Linked DNA regions of Zea mays: regions 2 and 3 are each linked to region 1. The links are chromatin contacts, called in public Hi-C maps. All regions are on one chromosome and are shown on one strand. The core of a region is the stretch at or near the end of the contact, and the rest is flanking DNA. Distances in the headings are between cores, read along the strand shown. Region 1 holds the start of LOC100273021. Region 2 holds the start of LOC100278107. Region 3 holds the start of LOC100192867.

Region 1 (2,914 bases), core at 342-2,841:
AGCAACAACGTATCGATAATCAGACGCACGCACACAAACTTTTCTCCATGCATGGGGGAAAACCAAATGCTCTGAGCTCTGAAGCAAGTCATCAATTTACAACGAGCGAGCTAGCTAGCACTCCACCATATGAATGATTAACATCACGTACGCGCATGCATGTTGATGAGTAATAAATCGTAAGCGCTATTTCACTAGCTAGATTCACTTTTTTTTTCTACGTGGATAGAAAATGTAGTAAAAACGAGAATAGCTAGCGACTAGCAAATAGATAGAAGATTCCGCGTATTCCAAGAAAGAAACTGGACGTGTGAGATCAAATACTAGTGATGAGATAAATTACTATTTGTATTCTTCTCTCAGCTCCACATCAGCTAGCTATTTGAGATAGCAATTGCGGACGGCCTAAGCAGAAGAACTAGAATAGCTTGTTTTCTGCATGCATGTTGCCGGTCCCACAAATGCGCGGCCGGGGCGCATTCATTCGCAGTCTTCACTAGCTAGTTCATCGATCATCCATTCATCCTTGCTTGCACTGCACGTCGATCTTGCTATTCCTTTGTCAGCCTGACTTCTTGTTGGCTATCTCGATGGCTTCCGCTAGCTCGTCGATCTTGGCGCCGGTGACCTCCTTCACGACCTTCCCGCCCTTGAGGATCTTGAACGTCGGCACAACCTTTATGCCCAGCTCCTTCGCGAGAGGCTGCAAGAACAACAAGCAAAAGCGCCATGCATGCACACAGAAGAGATCAAGGGAAGATCGAGCTAGGTCGTAGATCATATATGTCAATCACAGCTAAGTAATCCTAGCTAGCTAGGAGGTACGTACGTGCGTACGTACTATCTAGTTTGCTGACCTTGTTGTCCTGGTTGCAGTCCAGCTTGAGGAACACGACGTCCAGGTTCTTCTCGGACATCTCCTGGAACTTGGGAGCCATCACTTTGCAAGGCCCGCACCTGCATGATGCAAACACACCACAACGCGCGCAGTATATCAGTATGTACTGCAATGCAACACGTACTGTCGTCGTCGTCTCAGGATATATGGTTCTACAATCTCCTGGAACGACTTGAGCTAGATCGAGGCATCACTTTGCACGCGTACGTACGTACCATTCGGTGTACATGTCGAGGACGACGACCTTGTCGCCGGCGGCCTCGACGATGGGCCAGAAGGTGTCCTTGTTGACCTCCGTGACCTGCCCGGTGACGGCCTCAGCTCCCACCGAGGTCGTCGTCGTCTCGATCCCGCTCGACCTCACCGGCGCGAGGACTCCGCCGCCCCTCGCCGTCGTCAGCAGCAGGCCCCTCTTTTGGGACGCCGACGCCGACGCCCAGCGGATGGCAACTGCGACCAGGGCAGCTGGCGGGATCAAGCTCCCACTGGCGGCGGCCGGCCGGCACGTCGTCGTGGAGGAGATGGGCGCTGGCGAGGAGGCCAGCCCGTGGGTCGAGGAGATGGGTAGCCGCAGTGCCATTGGTCTGGTCGGCCGTACTCGCTGGTTTACGGAGCTAGCTGAGGGTAGCGCCGCCCGGGGGGACTGGCGGCTGGCGTTGATGGAGTGGAGGGGCACCGCAAAGCAAGGGCCAGCCACCGAGCGCTGTGATTGGCCGCCGGGATTTCCCAGGATAAGCCGCGTGGCGCCAATCACACAGTCACACACGCCACGCACCTCGTTCTCGTTCGTTCGCCTGGTAATTTTCGCCTGGGCCGCGAAACAAAACGAACGGCAGGCCCAGGTCAGCACAAAACCAGCCCAGCCCCACCATCCTGGCCGAACACTTTCCAGCCCAGACGAGGACGACGGCGGTGCTTTGGGAATAAATCAATATGGGAATAAATCAAGTATGGTACATATTTTGTGTAGTGTGTACGTATTAAAATTATGATCATCAATTTCTCTACTCTCTACTATACTTAAAACACCAGTTTTAACGGTCGTCCCACATCATCTTTTTACAAATAACTTCTCACAACTATTTCAAATTAACCCGCTGCACGTCTATAGATGGTCAAACGGCGGCCCGACACAGGACATACGCTCGTGGGCCACAGCTCTAGTCCAGGCACGTCATGCCGACCTGCTGACTGTGCCGGGACGACCTGTTAGTCTGTCGGCCCATTTGATTAAATAAGCGTGAAATGTTAAAAAATGGTGCAGAAGGTGGGGTTCGAACCTATGTCCTGATGGAAGAGGGCGGGAGACACTAGGTGAGGATGTCTAACAAATAGAACATCATACTCAGATGTTTTTGATATTGAATATAATTTGTATATATGTATATACATTTTTTGTAAAATAAAAATATATAATCGTGTCGGGCCAGCACTATGGGTCGAGGCTATAGCCTAAGCACGACACGGTGTTCTTGGCTCTTGCAAGCATTATGTCGTTTCTGAGACCATACAATGGACTCCATGTTGTTTGAGGCTGCTGAATTGGATGGAGCAACGATGATTTGTCACACTAATAGTAAAATGAAAGGTTATTTGTTGGTTTTGAACGTTAGTAATTGCTACGAAGTTGCATATTTATATAGAGCGCATCCAGTTTTTATTGATGCCTGACTTTAGCAACCACTCCATATTTTGATCTATCTTTTTTATAAGTTTGAGTTCATGTGACTTATTTTAGAAACTTGAGCTCACAAACTCTCTTATTTGGTCTCTGTATGGTGAAATTATGTTATTCTATAATCTCTTTTCGTTCAGTCAGTCGTTGTGAACTCTCTTCTAATCGCTCACTTCATTAGGTGTGTTGTACCAAACATATTGGATGGAGTAAATAATAACATCAGTTAGTCAAATCAAAAATATAATACGGAGAGCGGAGACAATCAATAAAAAATATTGAGATTTTTTTGGTGGATAGTCTACGTGGATATTGTTGTAAGTCGTCGCAACGTACGGGCA
Region 2 (2,892 bases), core at 170-2,669, 170 kb after region 1:
GGAATGTAAAGCAAGGGCAAGAAAACTCCTCCAAATTTTTCCCGAGGTATTAGAGAGTTAACACTCTCCACTAGTCCTTGTTAGAGCACCCGCACAAGGGTGTAGCTCCACCTTAGTCCTCGTAAGGACCAAGTGCTCACTATAAGATGATTCCTCATGACCGCATACAATCTTTGAGCCGGGTCACCAACAAAGCCTCTTGGGTGATCATCGAGCTCCAATCACCACCAAACCATCTAGGTGATGTCGATCACCAAGAGTAACAAGCTCTAGGCTTTCAGTTGACCATGACAAGCCTAATGTGAGTGGTGGGTGGTCTAGGTGGCTCTCTCTTGCACTAATGAGACACTAATCATGGGATTATGATTTTCTAATGACCTCACTATGCCATGGAACTTTCAAACTCAAAGCAATGAATGTTATATGGTTGGGGCACCAAGACAATGATTGATGCTGGTGGAGGGGGTATAAATACCCCAACAACTCGAAACTAGCCGTTACTGTACATGTTCTCGGAAAATTTCAAAGGCCCATTCATGAAGAGGTGCTTGGCAACATTTACTCTCACCTTGCTAATTGAGGTGGAGGGAACATAACTCAAATAGTTGAGTGCTCTTCATGGTCTTACACTTGTTAAGTGAGAGGTAGAAAGAAGAGCACACATGTGTTCGCTAGCCAAACCGGGAGAAGGGCATATGGCATACGCTGAAATTGGGGTCCATCCTGCAGTAGTGGCAACTGTTCTAACTAGACTTGATCTGCTCAACATTATTGTTACCCAAATAAAATATTTGTAAGGTATAATTGATGTTAGACCAATTACCTTCAATTTTATATTTGAGCTAGAGTGAGATCACTTACATGAAGCTAGACTTATTAGTTCAATTTCATATTTATTTTAGTCAATCAGTACAATTGATTTTTGGAACAACTATTTATGCCTTCTTGCTGATCTTTACAAAAAAATTGTATATATGAAATGATGCTTATAAAAATGGGAGAAATATTGCACCTTCACTCAACCCCTCTGTCTAAATTTCTCAAATATCAACCTTATTATAATGAAAGCATCCTTTTCTTTATTAACACCCTTCTCCAAATCCTAAACCTAAACCAAGCCTAGATCTACCCACCTTGCATCTAGATTAGATTTTTTGTTTTTGTTTTGATTAGTTCAATTTTATATTTTGTTTCAATTAGCCGATATAATTAGTTTTTTATTAAAAAACTATTCATCCTTGCTCCAATCGTCATATCAATCCTAACAAAAGTTTTTACACATGGTTCTTATGGAAATAGGAGGAAGGCCGTACCTTCGCTTAAACTCTAATTTTTTTTTTCAGATTTCAACCTTGTTATAATGGAAAACCCTATTCCTCTGATAATAATAAAAATTACCAGGAATGCCCTCCTTCCTCCGATCCCGGGGTCACACCGTCCGAAGCCCAAACCAAGCCCAGACCGATCGACCCTGTCCAAAGCTTATCTAGGTTTTCGGTTCCTCCACAGGATGGCCGATCCCGCCGCCGGAGGCGCCATGGTCCCCGCTGCCGGAGGCGGCAGCGTGTGGGCGAACGGCGCCCCCCGCTTCGGCGACATGGTCTGGGCCAAGGTGAAGTCGCACCCGTGGTGGCCGGGCCACATCTACAGCGTCAGCCTCACCGACGACGAGGAGGTGCACCGCGGCTACCGCTACGGGCTGGTCCTGGTCGCCTTCTTCGGCGACAAAAGCTACGGGTGGTTCGAGCCCAGCGAGCTCGTCCCCTTCGAGGAGCACTTCACCGAGAAGGCGGCCCAGGGCGGCAGCACCCGCAGTAGTTTCGCCGGCGCCGTGGCGGAGGCCGTCGACGAGGTAGCCCGTCGCAGCGCGCTAGCGCTGCTCTGCCCGTGCAAGAGCCCCGACGCCTTCCGCCCCCACCCCAGCGACGGCAACTTCCTCCTGGTCGATGTCCCGGCATTCGACACTGACGCTGACTACCACCCCGACCAGATCCAGGCCGCACGGCAGCGGTTCGTGCCGCGGAAGGCGCTCGACTACCTGCTGGACGCCGCCGTGACTCAGCGGGACGCGGCGGAAAAAGCGGCGCGCACCGTGCCTGGGATGGAGATGGCCGCGCTGTTCTCGGCGTACCGTCGCGCAGTGTTCTCGCCGATAGACAACACCTACGCCCAAGCGTTCGGGGTGGATCCCGAGCTGGCGCTTGCTGCCGAGCAGAAAGCCGCGGCAGAGCGAGCTCAACGAGGTATCAACACTCACACGCCCAATCCTAGCTGTATTATTGACTGCGCCGTTGTTCTTGTTGCTCTGTACTTGAAATTGATGGCTAAACAACGTTATTACTGCACTGCTTCTATAGATCAAGCAACGAATTATTTTGATGTGAATAGCGGAGTGGATCTGATTCAAATAGTTTCTATTCTGCTTTTTCTGTTGAACTGCTGGTTGCATCTTTTTCATCAGGGAGAGCGATTATTGAATTTGGGATGGTAGTCATGCAGAAAGCTGTTGAATAAATGATAACTTGTGTTGTTTCACGGGATTGAACCCAACTTAGTAAGATGAGATATGCTTATCCACAGATCGATCTGCATTTGTTCTAGAAATTGAACATCTGTCTGATAGTATCATATATGTGTGTATACGATACTATCCTAGTATGCATGCGAGTTAGGTCTTTTCTTGTTATAGCTTTGTCCTCGGATAAAAAAAAACCCATCCACGATCTTGCGGGCATGAAGCGTCTGAAGCTGTGACTTGTTTGCATCATGAAGTTTTAAAGCTATGACTAGTTAGCATCATGGTGTTATTAGAGTCTTGAGGTGTTTTACAAACATGCATAGGAAGCTTTTCCTGTAGTATATTTAGTTCTTTTGCACTACGACCACAATTAT
Region 3 (2,767 bases), core at 259-2,758, 180 kb before region 1:
CTGAGAAAATGTATTTCTGTTATCGGACAAAACTATAAAAGACAAGTTCTGAATTTAAAATAAGAAACAGAACAAGTGGTGTATGACCTATTTGTTGCCTCTCTCGAGTGAAAACTGATAAAACTACAGGGAATTCTGAAAGCAATTTATATTGTAAATTTTATAGAACGGTCCTAATGAATTGCTACATGACAAAAAGATAGCAATAGTAGCAGATTAGTAGCTGGTAACTGACCTGAACTTGTGTCACCCTCCTCATCTGTTGATGCATCAGAATCTACCGAATTATTGTTATCATCATGCTTCTTAATCCCACCATTTAACCCCTCGATGCTTCCTTCCATTCCCAACTTTGCATCCCTTTTATCCGTTCCTGACTTTGTGCCCCTCTCATCTTCTGACAAGCTCTCATTGTCACTTAGGACAACAGTGCCATCACTCAACTCATCGTCACCTATGTCTTCATCAGAGTCTTCAACCAACTGGGTCTTCCCCCACTCACCAAGATCATGCTCACCATCATCAGTTAATCCATCCTTGTCATCATCCTCCTCCTCAGATTCCTCAACCAACTGGGCCTCAACCATGTCTCCAACAAAGTTGTTCGCTCCATACACCTCGCATACTTCATCCAACTGGGTCTTAGTCCAATTGCCAGCATTATCATCCCCACCACCACCATCATTGCCCCGTTCCCCATCTTCCACCTGTTGTTGTGTCTTCACTTGGTCACTGTCATCGCCGCCATCCTCATTGCCACTGCCACCATCCTCGTCGCCACTCTCCAACTGTGTCTCCGTCCAATCGCCAGCCACACCCTCCTCCTCCACCTGGTCTACAAACTGGGTCTCAGCACCATCCAGAGGCTGTGTTTCGTCGTACAGCGCCCAATCATACGCCTCACTCTGTGTTCCGTCGTCATCACTCGAAGGAGAACCTGATGACCGCAATACACATCCACAAAAAAATAACACATTTACACCAATCGCTCACAGAACCAGAGCCAATAAACAATGCGCACTCACCTAACCGAGGTGTGGCGCCGTCCAGGAGTTGGGTATCCCCGCCACCGCCGTCATTGCCAGCCTCGCCGCGCATCGCAACACAGGTAGGGCCGGGCTTAGTGTGGCGGATGGGGATTCAACTGAACCCCCAGAAATCCTCGGAGGAAGACGAAAATGACTCAATCGAACCACAGATGTCTTCGCCCAACTGGATTGGGCGCAGCGCACCAATCCAAACGAATTGAGCGGAGAGAGAAAAGGGAAATCTCGGAACGAAACCGACTCTCCCCCGAGACAGTAGAGGGCGGGGAGGTGGAGTAGGAGGAGGGAGACGCCTCTCACCGAGAGGGGCGCACGGCCGGGAAAATCTCTGATCCGTTGTGCGCGAGAACGGCGGCGGCGATGCTGCGCGCGCGGAAGTCGTGGCGGCGGAAAAGAGGAAGCCAGGGGAGCGGGGAGCGCGCGCGGGGACAGGAAATGGGGCAGGAAAGCGCGCCTCGTCCTGTTGGAATTGGAACGGCTCGATTCAGGTTTAAAATAAAAGTTTGATGGGTGGTTTTCAGTTTATTTAGGGTTCGTTTGGATTCCATGGGCTAAATTTTAATCTCGGATGTTTAAATAATAATTAGAAATGGTAAATATAGTATAATTATAAAACTAACTATATAAACAAGTGCTAAACTGTAAGATGAGTCGGTTAAACCTAATTAATATATGATTTACTCATGTGATGATATAGTAAACATTTGCTAATCGTGTATTAATTAGACTTAATAAAATTTTCTCGTTGATTAATCTTTATCTATATAATTAGTTTTGTAATTCGACTATATTTAATACTTACCATCAAATAGTCTGTGCTAACGTTACGATCCGAAGAGGTGAGGGTCGATGACGGCGACGACGCGAGGGAAGAGGTTAACGACGACGATGCGAGTGCTGGGGAGGGAGGACGTGGGGCAAGGTGGCAGGGGTGGCGCGGTCGCGAGGGAAGGGGAGGAAGATAGATAAGGGATGATCCAAATAATATTGTCCATTGGATTTGAGTAAGTGAGAGAGGTTATCTAACGCTTTAAACCATTGTTTTTATGGTATGTTAAGTATGAGTGCAATTTATTTGGTGGTTTTAGTGGAGGTTATAGGTGTGGGATGATTTTTGTTGGGGGCCTTCGTCCTCCGAAGGTCCTCAGAAACGTAATTTAACAATGTCTTCCAAGCATGGCTTATGGACAGGTACCTTCGGACTTAGGATAAAAGCATACACGATGGGAAGAGCATGATCGTGATGAAGATTGTCGTTGCTCCGAAGCTGCGTGCAAAGGTGCTTCGGCTCAATCGCAGAAAAAGGAACCGACTTAAAGGGGAAAAGGTTATCTAGTCCTCATAGATTTATCTATAAGTCAATAATAAATGTAAAGGGCATGAATATAATTTCTCATAGACTGCGTCTTGTGCTTATAAATAGATGAACAGTACCCCCGTACTGTTCACGCTGCCTTATACTTGCTTTTGTGTCACGCTTGTACTTTTTGCCTTTTATCAAGTTGAAGGTACTTTTGTAGTTCAATATTGTCCCTGTCTTTCCATGATTATATAATAAGAATGAATTAATGATGTTATATGATTGTTTATGTTGTCTCTTATATGTCATATGCTTCTTCTTTTATTTAACATATACTGTGATGATGAAGGTACGTCCTTCATGACCTTCGTTTGAAGATCATTATATCCTAAGAGAAATAATGCTTCGAAGGACGAAGGGC

Evidence for each region. Hi-C and Micro-C count contacts between places; a contact is called where the count stands out from the background.
Region 2: a contact with region 1 is called in a Hi-C map of leaf, with 5 times the contacts expected there. The contact joins the promoter of LOC100278107 here to the promoter of LOC100273021 in region 1. A contact is called at or near these places in 5 of 25 Hi-C or Micro-C datasets (ear, leaf, leaf mesophyll and 1 more).
Region 3: a contact with region 1 is called in a Hi-C map of leaf, with 5 times the contacts expected there. The contact joins the promoter of LOC100192867 here to the promoter of LOC100273021 in region 1. A contact is called at or near these places in 2 of 25 Hi-C or Micro-C datasets (ear and leaf).

Annotation. Positions count from the first base shown.
Region 1 is chr8:131,340,870-131,343,783 of Zm-B73-REFERENCE-NAM-5.0, reverse strand. It overlaps LOC100273021, which reads right to left and starts at 1,591. Exons shown (of 3, transcript NM_001353560.1): 1 at 1,114-1,591; 2 at 858-957; 3 at 311-703. The coding sequence starts at 1,478. The coding sequence ends at 563.
Region 2 is chr8:131,172,789-131,175,680 of Zm-B73-REFERENCE-NAM-5.0, reverse strand. It overlaps LOC100278107, which reads left to right and starts at 1,419. Exons shown (of 2, transcript NM_001361306.1): 1 at 1,419-2,243. The coding sequence starts at 1,511.
Region 3 is chr8:131,524,863-131,527,629 of Zm-B73-REFERENCE-NAM-5.0, reverse strand. It overlaps LOC100192867, which reads right to left and starts at 1,508. Exons shown (of 8, transcript NM_001358391.1): 1 at 1,026-1,508; 2 at 236-937. The coding sequence starts at 1,098.